Linked DNA regions of Mus musculus: region 1 is linked to region 2. The links are chromatin contacts, called in public ChIA-PET maps. All regions are on one chromosome and are shown on one strand. The core of a region is the stretch at or near the end of the contact, and the rest is flanking DNA. Distances in the headings are between cores, read along the strand shown. Region 1 holds the start of Zfp292 (zinc finger protein 292). Region 2 overlaps Orc3 (origin recognition complex, subunit 3).

What was found. ChIA-PET counts read pairs in DNA pulled down with a chosen protein or histone mark.
Region 1: a contact with region 2 is called in an RNA polymerase II ChIA-PET map of memory CD8 T cells, with 14 read pairs. The contact joins the promoter of Zfp292 here to the enhancer-like site in region 2. A contact is called at or near these places in 5 of 39 promoter capture datasets (the C10 cell line, the HPC-7 cell line, cranial neural crest and 1 more), 1 of 115 datasets of contacts at active chromatin or transcription factors (memory CD8 T cells) and 3 of 9 other capture datasets (adipose tissue, liver and pancreatic islet).

The regions. Positions count from the first base shown.
Region 1 is chr4:34,881,471-34,887,441 of GRCm38.p6, forward strand. It overlaps Zfp292 (zinc finger protein 292), which reads right to left and starts at 1,478. Exons shown (of 8, transcript NM_013889.2): 1 at 1,288-1,478. The coding sequence starts at 1,449.
Region 2 is chr4:34,580,119-34,586,262 of GRCm38.p6, forward strand. It overlaps Orc3 (origin recognition complex, subunit 3), which reads right to left. Exons shown (of 20, transcript NM_015824.4): 12 at 5,455-5,571; 13 at 4,686-4,765. Among named protein-coding and RNA genes, the nearest start is that of Orc3, 32 kb to the right of the region's middle. Within about 2 kb of position 1,298, at least 50 of the 459 cell types and tissues checked have an H3K27ac peak or open chromatin away from gene starts, as enhancers often do. A contact at or near this core is called in the HPC-7 cell line and memory CD8 T cells, where this site is marked.

The DNA.
Region 1 (5,971 bases), core at 228-2,727, 300 kb after region 2:
ACTCCGGGAGGCAGAGGCAGGGGGATTTCTGAGTTCGAGGCCAGCCTAGTCTACAAGGTGAGCTCCAGGACAGCCAAGGCTACACTGAGAAACCCTGTTTCAGGGGAAAAAAAAAAAAAAACCAACAAACAAACAAATGAAAGCCTTATTTGTAAATTCTACTAAAATAATTTCTCAGGCTTACGATGGTGGGCAATTTCAGGGCATAGAAAATAGCAAATTTCAAAGTTTCTTTAATACTAAGGTTTAAAACAATGACTCTGTAATGTGGCCTCCAGATCTGACGAACTTTCTGACTGCATATATTTGCAGACAAGTCATCCTTGGTCCTATTTTTTTTTTTTAAATAACGAACCATCAATGCATGAGCATAAAATGCATACGGCAATGGGGCTGCTTCTGTATGTGATCAGATACCCTAGAAAGATAGATTTCAGCACCTGGAGGCTGGCAAGTGAAAGTATCCCTGTGAAATCCTAAAATGCTCCACCATTGTTCAAATCTCAGTGTTTCCAAAACAAAATCTTAAGCATGACACATCCATTAGGTTTCATGCTTTATGTAAAAAACGGCCTCAACTAGGCAGTTTAATCAATGTTCTCCCTCCCTCCATAGTCAGCACACGTTAACTGGGGAGTCTTAAGACCAGATGGAGATCCAAACTCTGATATCTGTCATAAGATAACATTTAGAATGTTACTAACATTCTAAATCCTAGTTAGAAAACGTTGCTGAAAAGCAATGTCCTTGGGCAAGAAAAGAATGGGAAGATCTGAAACTGACCCAAGCACAAATCCCTTGTCAACCAAAGACACTTAACAGGAAAGAACCCAAGAAATGTGGGGGTGGGGGTGCACGGGGGGGGGGCCGGAAATCGTACTCTTCCGGAACGTAAAGGCGAAACAGGCACTGGTAAAGCCGCCCCCAAGGGACGACTGACTATGGAACGGTGACAGCTCCTATGCACCGCGGAGAGCAGCCAGCAGGAACGGCCGCAGCGCAGACGCCGCCGCCACTCCCAGCTTGCAGGTCCGGCGGGATTGGCTCGAGAACATCAACAAAGACCCTCCGGTCGCAGCCTAACCCAACAACAAAGGCCGAGCGACTGCGCGCGACGGCCGGCGGCGACAGGGGGACTGGCGCGCGGCGGGCAGCCCGGCGCCCGCGGCGCAGCCCGGGAGCGTGCACGGAGCCCCGAGGCCGTCCGGCCCAGCCTGGCCGCGGAACACAAAGACGCGGACCGCCCGCGCTCCGGCCGCCGAGGCCCGCGGAGGGGGAGGGGCTCACCTGGCACAGCTGGCGGCAGTAGGCGGCGGCGGCCTCCACCGCGGGCTCCCGGCTCTCGCATAGCCGCCGCTCCAGCTCTTGCAGCCGCTCGCCCAGGCGCCGCAGCTCCGCCGCGCAGCCGCCACCGCTCAGGCGCTCCTGCTCGGCCTCATCGTCCGCCATCTTCGCAGCCCGCTCCGTCGCGTACGCACCTGGGTCACGTGATAACACAATGCCACGTTCGGCGGGGTCACGTGCCCGGTGCGCTGGCACGCCTGGGCGCACGTACAAAGGCCGGGTGTGGGGCTGGCGACCGCCGGGGCAGTGCTGCAGCGAGCTGAAGCTGAGGCCTCTGCTGCTGCGGCGGCGGCTAGGGCCAGGGCCAGGGCGAGGGCAAGGTCTGCGGAACAGCCGGAGGCCAGGGCAGGGTGGAGAGCTGGTGATTGCCCTGGTTCTGGGCCAACCCGAGAACGCCTCCTGGAAACAAGCGCTCTAGGTGTTGGAGGGCACACACACACAACAATTGGGTCAGAACAAAATGAGAGGTTCAATTCTCATTCTGGGAAATCAAGCAGCGAACACAAGAAAAGAATAGTGTGGAGAGAATTCAAACAGACCGAAATGATTAATGTTGTAACCCGGTGGTTTTTAAGGCACAAAAGCTTTTCTAAAATCTGGTTACCGTTACGCGTTACAAGAATCCACACCGAATCTTAGTTTGGGAAAGTAGGTCGAAGGAAAGAACACAATTAAGGATGCTAAAGTAAAAAAAGGAACACGGATGTCAAATAAATGCCAGTAGCAACCCTCCTCTTGGTGCTGCAAAACAGGTGGCCTTCTAAGCCGTATTTTATTTGCAAGACGAAAACAGTATTTGGCATTAGAATTGGAGAAGAGAGCTGAGTGTTGTGTGCACGGTTGTAATCTCAGCACTCGGAGACGAGAGGTTCAAAAGTTCATCCCTGGCTACATAATATTTCCTCCTCCAGCCTATGCCAGATGAGTTCTTACAAATTTAAAGGAGTAGGGGGTAGAATAAGAGGTAGTCGGAAAATCAATGTGCTTAACCATAAATTTCATAATCAAACTAATAACAAACCCAGTGTTTGAGGGCTAGGGGTGTGACTCAGTTGACAGAGTGCTTGCCTAGCTCCGTTCACTGCATAAACCAGGCAAAAGGCACGCAACTGCCTGTTTAATCTCAACCTTCCCTGGTGAACGCCAGAGTATCAGAAGTTCAGAGACTACACTATTTTGCCAGTTTCAGGTCAGCAAGAACAAATAGACAAACAAAACAAAACACCCCACAACCTACTGTTTATTTAAGAGGCAAGATGTCTGCCTTACAACTGAATCCTTTTAAAACAAACAACAGCGTTGACACACCTGGTCATTTTACTGTTGTGTTCTGACTGCACTGTATTTTTCTAAGGATAGTTATCTAAAATGAACAACCAGCCTGGAGGTTGGCTCTAGCAGAACTGCAGCACGAAGGAAGCTGGAGCTGAGGGTCTCCCGGTCCAGTCCGCCCGGGCTACATTGTAATGCTGGGTCTCAAAAACATAATTTCTACCGTATCCAGTAGCCTTTTCAGGAAATGTATATAATAAAGCCAGATGTGATTCTAGTCCTCACAGGTGACGGGAGGAGGACACTTAGTGGAAAATGTTCTCTGAATACTGTGTTGTTCCAGCGAATGTTTTGTAATGCATGCTTTTAAATCATTACATAAGATGAACAAGCACAAGGCAACCTTACAGAAAACAGCATCAATACTGCACATTAACAAGACAGAATCCTCTAATGCTTGCATGTACATGAGACCAGGGGAGCACACTGTAAGGCTAAGGATTTCCTCTATTGGATTGAACAGTGAAAAAGAGTTGAAGAAACAAATGAAGGTAGCTGTTTTGTCTTGCCCTAGTCCCTGTAGATACTCTACCAATGAGCTGCCCTGTACCCTCCTTGCTTAAGATTTTAAATTTTGCAGTTCATTTTCCCAGGTTATATATATAGTTCAGGTATTAAAGTTCCATCAATGTATGCTATTTTAGGATTCCAATGAAAATTATCAAAAGAAATATGTGATTAGCCAATGCACCAGTAAATGCAAGGACTGTACAATAACTAAAGGCTAGGAAGCTTACCTTTTCTACAATTCAACAGTAATGAGTTACACCACACTTCATTTACAGGAAGGAAAGTGTGTAGCAGCAGGTGTGGAGAGAAAGATCCAAAGTGAAATATGCCTGAATAATGATTTTTTAAATTATTACATAGGGCTAGGGTGTAGCTCGATGGCAGAGCACATTCCGGAGACTCTGGTAATGGGATGGGGAGGGGGTACCTAGTAATGTCATTCCTACCTTCAGGCCATGATACCCTTGTGGCTAAAAAAACTGGATTAGGAGCTGGAGAGATGGGCTCAGTGGTTAAGAACATTTGCTAGTTTTCCAGAAGACCAGGGTTGTAGTCCCTGTACCAGGTGGCTGCTTCACAGCTGTCTGTGAGTTCAGTGTCAGGGGATGCCAACTGCTTCTGGAACCAGACATGCAAGTGGTGCACAGACCTCATGCAGGTATGACACTCTTACATAGAAAATAAAATTTTAAAGGAAACTGGAATCATAAATTGGATCTGCATTCTAGTACGGCCATATAAATTCATCTGCACCTTTTGCTTTTATCTAGTGTCTGTGACTGTTAAACTTGAGAATTATGAGGAGAAAGACGGCCTTAGTTAGGGTTTTATTGCTGTGAAGAGACACCAGGACCACAGCAACTCTTATAAAGGACAATATTTCTGGTTTATATTTTCAGAGGATTAGTCCGTTATCATCATGGCAGGAAGACATGGTGCTCGAGCTGTAACTAACAGTTCTCCAGCCCAGTCTGCAGGCAGCAGGAAGAACAAGTCACACTAGGCATGGCTTGAGTATCTCAGACCTCAAAATCCATGTCTTAGTGCCTTTTGGCCAGCCTGAGACCAAGGTGACTTTCTGTGACCTGTTTGCTTTTTCCTCTTTTTGGGCAAGTGACTTAGTGACAAAACATTTACATATAGAAAGAAGTAATGGGCCACAGAAACGACCATACCAAATATCCAGTCATAGCACAGAAACTAACAATTGAAAATAAAGAGAGACATCTACATAGCTATTTAATACAACGCCTGTGGGTGCAGGGCATCCTACCAACCCACAGAGAAGACAATCAACAAGCACACTGAGTGGAAACGAGCATGTGATTGTCCCTTGGTATGGTTGTCAAAGGAGAGAACAGCCAGAGGCAACTTGGGAGAGTACAGAGTGAACATTTCTCTCAGAATAGATCAGATGATTAGAGGGACAGCGGGGAAGCAGAGAGAAGAGACCAAGGGAGCCGAGGACCAAGAGCGTGCACCCAAAATAGCTAAGTTCTCTAGGAATCGCAAGCTGGGGGAAGACAAGCAAGTTCAGGGGCTGGAGAGGTTTATGGTGGGAGGCAGGGGTGAGGCGTGCTAAGAGAAGCCAGGACTCTGTAACAGGTCTTAGCAATGCTGAGAACCTGATGGTCACGGTCAGTTTTTATACAACAGGTCCCTTGGCTAGCCATATGTCCCAGGTTTGAGACCTTATACACACAAAACTTAACCGTAGCCGTTAGCTTCTTAAGTACCAAACTTTCAGTTCACAGGAACCACTACACACACACACACACACACACACACACACACACACACACACGCACATACCCTTCTCTGCCTAGAGGCTCTTAGGAAAAATTGGAGACCCAGTCCATAAAATGACAATAAGGCCACTTGGGCCACAAGCCCCCAGGTTTCTGGGGACAGCGTTTTGACCAAGCAAGGCAGTTAGTTCGTGGGCGTGGTATCACAAGGGCCCTCAGGCAGTCGAGCCTTCAGCCACCAGTTACACTTCCGGCACTTGTGCTGAGGAGCCGCGCTTCCGGGTGGCGCCAGCTTCCCGGGTCCTGCGGGCTTCCTGCAAGCCTGGCGCACCAGCCGGCTCTTGAGGAATTCCTAGACTGCGGGACCTGAAGACTGGAACCGGGGATGCGCGGTGCCTGCTGCACGCTGGCAGCGCCGGCCGCCGCCACGCTGCTCCCCAGCCCTGTCTGCACCCCGAAGCCCGCGAGCCGAGCTGCCTCAGCTGGCCACACAGCCCGCGGGCGCGCGGCCTCCAGAGCCCGCCGGGAGGAGCCGCTCGGGCTGCGCGCGGAGGAGGCAGGGAGGCCGGGAGACTCGCCCTGCAGGGCTTGGCCGGCCTTCTCCAAAGAGCTGGGCTGCACCCGGACGCCTGAACCCGCAGCCTTGGGGACGCGAGGATTGGCGTCTGCTTGGAGTGCATCCAAGAAGACTGGAGATCTGGGTGAAGACCGCCGCCTCATCTGCTAAAATCACACTGCACTTTTTGTAGAGAAGATATGTTTTTTCCTCCTCTGAGAGACAGCAACCGGATCGATTAAAAGCGCTGAAAACATAAGCCAGGCACTGGTCCGCTTACGTACACAATTCCAATGAGCCCGAAACACGAAGCACGAGTAAAAAGATTAGTTTTAGTCCTTACATTCTTTTCATGGAGGGAAACAGAGGGATTTATCTAGCGGGATTTTTTTTTCTTTTACCTTATGAGGAAGAAAAACCAAATGGAAAATGAGTAATGACATATAAAGGAAAAAAAGAAGAAGAAAAAACTATGTTGTTT
Region 2 (6,144 bases), core at 48-2,547:
ATACATGCCCCCGCCCCTAGGTGCCAACAAGAAATTAAGCACCAAATTCAGACCTAGAATTCCACATTGAGAGTCGAATCCATGACAACTTCAATGTATGAGTTTGTTTTGCAGTAAGCTCCTAACAACGCACTTAGGACATGTAGACTGAACAGTGTTTCGTTTTTCTGTCTGTACTATGTGCTGAGATGGTCGTGGTGAGTGAGGTGTTGGAGGCCACAGAAGCTATTACTCCTGGCTCATTTTGAAACCGTTTAGAACCTCTGAGCGTGGAAGACATACCTAAATGAGATACATTTCTGTTTGGAATGCAAAAGAAAATATGCTAGATTTTGAAGATTTACATTTACGCTCCTGTTCTGCCAACTAGGAAAGGCTGTTTTTCAGACTTTATACAAACAGCAGAAACTGTCTCTGATGTTTTGTACATGCCTTATGAGTCTACAGGAGGGAGACATTTGCTGCGAAGCTGCAAGCTTCTCCATCACGTGTCTTTGGTGGTGGCCCCAGTGTACCAGTCCTTGTTAGAACTGCTATGTCTGATCCTCAGCGCTGTTGAGCTCAGCTTAATAAAAACATGGAAACTATACTTGGTATTTATTGGTTTTGCTTTATTTATAGCCCCAACTTCCACTTTAGATCTAGGCAAATAAATTTTGAAGGTACGCGCGCCTTTTAGTCTGAATTATGAACCTATTAGCAGTGAAACAATCTCATGCAAGTCCCTTAGTCCCTTTCTATGGTTCAGATTCCCAGGGAAAACGTGGCTAACTAACCTGCCGGAAAGGTGTGCTGCACTGGACTGCAAAATGTGCTCAGGGTGCCTACGATAGTACTGGCACACAGCAAGCGCTCGCTCAATAAAAGGCAGTTCCTGTTATCAGCATTACTTCTATAGTCCAGGAACTGTACCCTACTGGATTGACATTTATGGGCTCCAACCAGATTACTAAACCCGAAATTTTATGAGTAAGTTTTTTCCACATCAATGAATTTATGAATTTGGGACTACCTAAGAGGAGAGGGATGACAGATTCCAATAATAAAGTTATAACACAAGGCATCAATTGCCCGGGGTGCTGGAGAGGTGACTTGGGGTAAACTTGCTTACTCCCTAGCAATACCAGCTTACCTCAGTGCCATCCTGGACTAGCAAAGTCTCAGAAACCTTCTATTCTAAATTTATAAACACACAAAAACAATTTAATGACATTTTTAAAATGGGGAAAAAAGGTCTGAGCATGGTGTCATGCACCTGTAACCCCAGCACTGGGGAGGAACTGCAGTGACTCATGGCTGGACTAAATCCTCTTAGCTAGACCAGCAAGGAGTACAAAGCCTGCCTCAGAAACAAAACTTTTCAGTGAAAATCAAATTTCTTTGGGGATTTATTTTCCATATAGTAAGAAATTTCAGTTTCATAGTTACAGTGCACCTAAATCACTAATAATTGTATTCCAGTTTTTAGAATTTGGGTCAGCTTGAGTAAGAATGTCCCCTGTATGTTCATGTGTTTGCACATTTGAGTATCAGGTAGTGGTGCTGTCTGGGGAGGCAGAGGAAGTGCAGCCTTGCTGGAGACAACACAGCACCGGAAGCTGGAGGCCAGCTCTGTAATCCTTGTGGTTCCATGTACTGGCTAGTTTTGTGTCAACTTGACACAGCTGGAGTTATCACAGAGAAAGGAGCTTCAGTTGAGGAAATGCCTCCATGAGATCCAACTGAAAGGCATTTTCTCAATTAGTGATCAAGGGGGGAAAGGCCCCTTGTGGGTGGTGATAAGAGAGCAGGCTGAGCAAGCCAGGTGAGGCAAGCCAATAAAGAACATCCCTCCATGGCCTCTGCATCAGCTTCTGCTTCCTGACCTGCTTGAGTTCCAGTCCTGACTTCCTTTGGTGATCAACAGCAATGTGGAAGTGTAAGCCGAATAAACCCTTTCCTCCCCAAAAACCCTGACTAAGACATTCCAGAAGCCTGCCACCTGCTGCAGTGCTGCCTGCTACCACCACAAAGTAAACCCCCGCAGCTCCCTTCTATACACTGCCTTGGTCATGGTGATTTATCACAGCAACAAAAAGTAAGTAACGTCCTACGGTGCCCGTCTGTTCTTCAGGGCATGCAGGGAATGAGGACTAAAAATAAATCTAGTTAACAGACTTCTTTCTAACAAGTTCCGGTTGCTAGGTGTGGCATGTACACTGCCAGAGGCATAAGGATTCTGAGTTCAAGGCCGGGCCTCTGCTACCCAAGGAGGCATTATCTCAAAAGGAAAATAACTGAATACTGTGTTTACCTCCACATTTGTACCTACTGAGGAAAGTTTAAACCTTGATAAAAACCTACCTCTCATTTTGGTTCCCTTTCTCACTATGGAAGTGACTGCTATCTGCATGCGTGAGGAGAATGCACACGGTGACTTTAAATACAATGCCCCACCCCCACCCCCCACGGCTCATATATTTGAACACTTAGTCACCGAGTAGAATTCTAAAAGAATTGTAAGGATCAGGAGGTGTGGCCTCCTTGGAGAAAGTGTGTCACTGGGGGGTGGGTTTTGAGGTTTCCAAAGCACATGCCAGACCGAGGCACTTGCCTGTGTGTGCCAAGTGTACTGGTGCTCTCTGTCATGATCTCTGCCTCTCCTCTGCCTAGGGACTAGCATGTAGCCCTCAGCTCCTGCTGCCTCACCTGCTGCTATGCCTTCTCCTCTCCCCACAAGAGGATAATGATCAACCTCTGCAACTGTGACAAGCCCCCAGATAAATGCTCTATTTCATAAGAGTTGTCATGGCCTTGGTATTTCTTCACAGCAACAGAACAGTGCCTAAGACAATGCACATGAGTGTGTGGGTAGAAGTACCCATGTGTATGTATGTAGGATACATGCAAGGGATGACAGCAGGGGTCCTCCCTATTGCTCCAGCTCCACACCCTTTTTTAAGTCTCCGTTACTTAGGTGTGTTTGTGTTAGTGCACATGTGTGTGCACAAGAATGTTACAGCACGTGTGGAGGCCACAGGACAACTTGTGAATGTCAGGTCTCTCCTTTATATGGCTATCAATGACTTGCTCAAGCTGCGATGTGTGTGGAGCCAACTGAAAAGCCAGCCCTCCACCTTAGTTTTGGAGACAGGGTCTCTCACTGAACCCAAACCCTGAGGTTTTGGGCTAAGCTAGCTCACCAGTGAGCTTCCAGCCACAATGAGGTCTGAACCCAGGTCCTCTCCAAGAGCAGCAAGCACTGAGGCCCCTCTCCAGTCCCTAACTTGTTAGCTTTTAATCACTTAGGGAAACTCAGTCAGATTGGAAAGTGAAAATTACAAGACTGGCAAGACCTTCTTTCTGAGTTCAGCACCCAAACCTTGGAGGCCAACAGCAACAAGGCTAAGAGGGCCCAAAACCACAGTAAATGTGTGTCCCTTTCTCTTAAAGGGACTCCTTGGGTAAGTTGTTTGTCCTGAACAGAGGCCATGAAATCTCCAAAGGCTGGGCTCCAGCCAGTATACGTCCCCTAGGGAAGAGAGTTGGTGGAAACGGGCATGCCCCAGATGCTTCCACAGGCAGCTACATGGTCAACAGGGATTTCCATGGCGGTGACCCATACCTACAGGAAGGACTCAAGGAGACTGATGACTTTCAAAATAATGGATACCTACATGGTCTTAAAATGCAATAGCAAAGTACAGCCACAACCATTAAACAGTTTTGCAAGGTTTATCACATATGTGAGATTTCAGAATGTTACTGAGTCCCCTTGTTGAAGATTAATCTATTTTCCAGGAAATACTGAAAATGAGAACCAGGAGATACCTACTGAAAGAGTAAACCAGTTGAGTACTTTAACTTTTTCTTCACAAGAGAACCCAAAATTAAATTCAGATAGGAATCTATGCCAAACAATCAAAGCCTTCCTTGAGCACTCCCTAAATCTCTGTCTTTCTGTTCATTCACGATTGATGTCTTCCAGATTCCAATGCCTAAAACTTTATAAATCTAACTAAAGGCTGCCAACACTTGACCCCTTGACACCATGGCCTCCTTCTACCTCAAGTAACACTATGCATCCCCACTTTCCCTTACTGTGAACCCTAAAGTTCTTTCACTGTCTCAGTTTGGCTCCAAAGCAGCTAAGATCAGTTGTTACCCTGTATCACAAAAAAATTGGGTCCTAGATCCCTGAGAAGAAAATGTTAAAAAATAAGAGTGCAAATCAGACACATTCAAGTGATGAAGGTAAACAAGAGGTCTCAGAGCTGGGTATGCACTAAACAGCCAAATTTTAAAAAACAGAAAAAAAAAGAGAGGGTGGGGTGGGGGAAGCAGGGCTCTAAACAACTGAAGTCTTTTTACAATGATAGTTTGGTTACATTTGGCCCAAAATCAATAGATTAAAATGTTTTCTAATTATATCATATGAGCAACTTCAGGGCCGAATGTAGAGCTCACTATGCTAGTCACCTGTCACGTGCTGTGTGCTGAGAAGGTGCCCTGGAAGCACAGACGGCATTAAGAAATAGATGGTTGCTGCATCAACACCACTAGAGACTGCACGCATCAATTCAAAAGGTGTTTAAATATTCTTACATACAGGCTACACAGGAAGCTTTTGGGCAGACAGGAGTTCTGGAGGAAGGTGATACTGGCAGGCTTAAAGCAGACACACAAAAAAGAACAACAGAAGTTACCTCAGCAGCTGCAAGGCTGACTTGTACTCCTCCGAATCCCATATCTTCTTTTCTAAACATGTGCAATACAGCTCCCTAATCTAGAAATGTAGGATATGATTTATGAGAAATAAAAACCACATACCAAGTTTATAGGCTACTAGTTGTGCAAAATCATCATGTTGATGCAATTAAAGTATCATTAGAGATGGAATAAACAACTGATTGAAAGTTTAATAGCTAAGTTAGCAGAACCTCACACAGGCCATTGTTCTAGTCAATCTCTAATCTGATCTAAGGATCTGGGGATTAATTATTCTCCCATCCACATGCCTCCCACACAGGGCTCGTAGGTTAGGGATATAATAAAAAGGTCACGTCAGCATAATTTTGCAAAGAGCAGAAGTACTGTGTTTGTTTTAACTCTTGGTACAATGTAAAATTAACCACCAAATACTTTCAAACAGTCTCCATCTCCCATTTCCCCAGGGGTAGAGAACTAGCTCTCCCTATGCACAGGACAGACAGAGAGACCCAAATTCGCAAGGCTATACACTACAGCACAAGTACAGAGGAGACAATGCACTGGGATTCACGTGGCTATTTCCAGCTCTAACTTTCAGAACAAAGCCATTTTCTATTATTAGTAACGTGAACAGCTGGAATGGATTGTTCTTACTGTAAGAGCTGGCTTCATCTCAAAGTCTGATGCCTGAGCAATCGAGAAATCAAAACAAGAAAGTACTATTATTCTGACTTTGTTGACTCCCAAGGAGGACATTTTACTTACCTGTCGACCCAGTGGGTACTTGGGAAGAGAAGAGGTAAAATTATGAAGACATCTCAAGACAAGGAAGTAATTGATATGGTAAACATGCAGGTCTTCCAGCAATGATTGAGTTTTCTCCTAAAAAAAAATCACAGAATAATAATATGCATGGTAGTAAAATAAAATTTAAAAATGACTTCATTGATACATACTCTCTAGAAAACTGATGAGGATTTAGAACTACAAGTTACTCTTCGTAATTCATGAAAACTTGGCAAATCAAATTTAGGATACAGTCCAGACAATTGTTTAGTACCCAATCTGGCTGTATTTTACACACATAAGAACTGACACTGTAATTTAGTATTGGTGCTAGATTAGTAATAAATAATAAATCTTCAAATAAAATCAATCCTATCCACTCAGCAATAAATGGTTATGCTACCTAGCTTCTACATGCTTTTATTTATAACAATCTTATATATATATCATATGTCATATGACATATATATTTATATAGTTGAATGGCGTGTTAGAAAAAATTGCTAGCTAGACTGGTTTCCAAACTTTTTTCATTTCTTTTCAAAAACTCATTCAAGACATCAGTTTTTGATTACTAATGATTACTAATTTAATATCTATATCTATATATATAATCAATACAGCTCTTGGTTGATATAAAAATGCTTCCAAAATAGAACACCAGAGAAT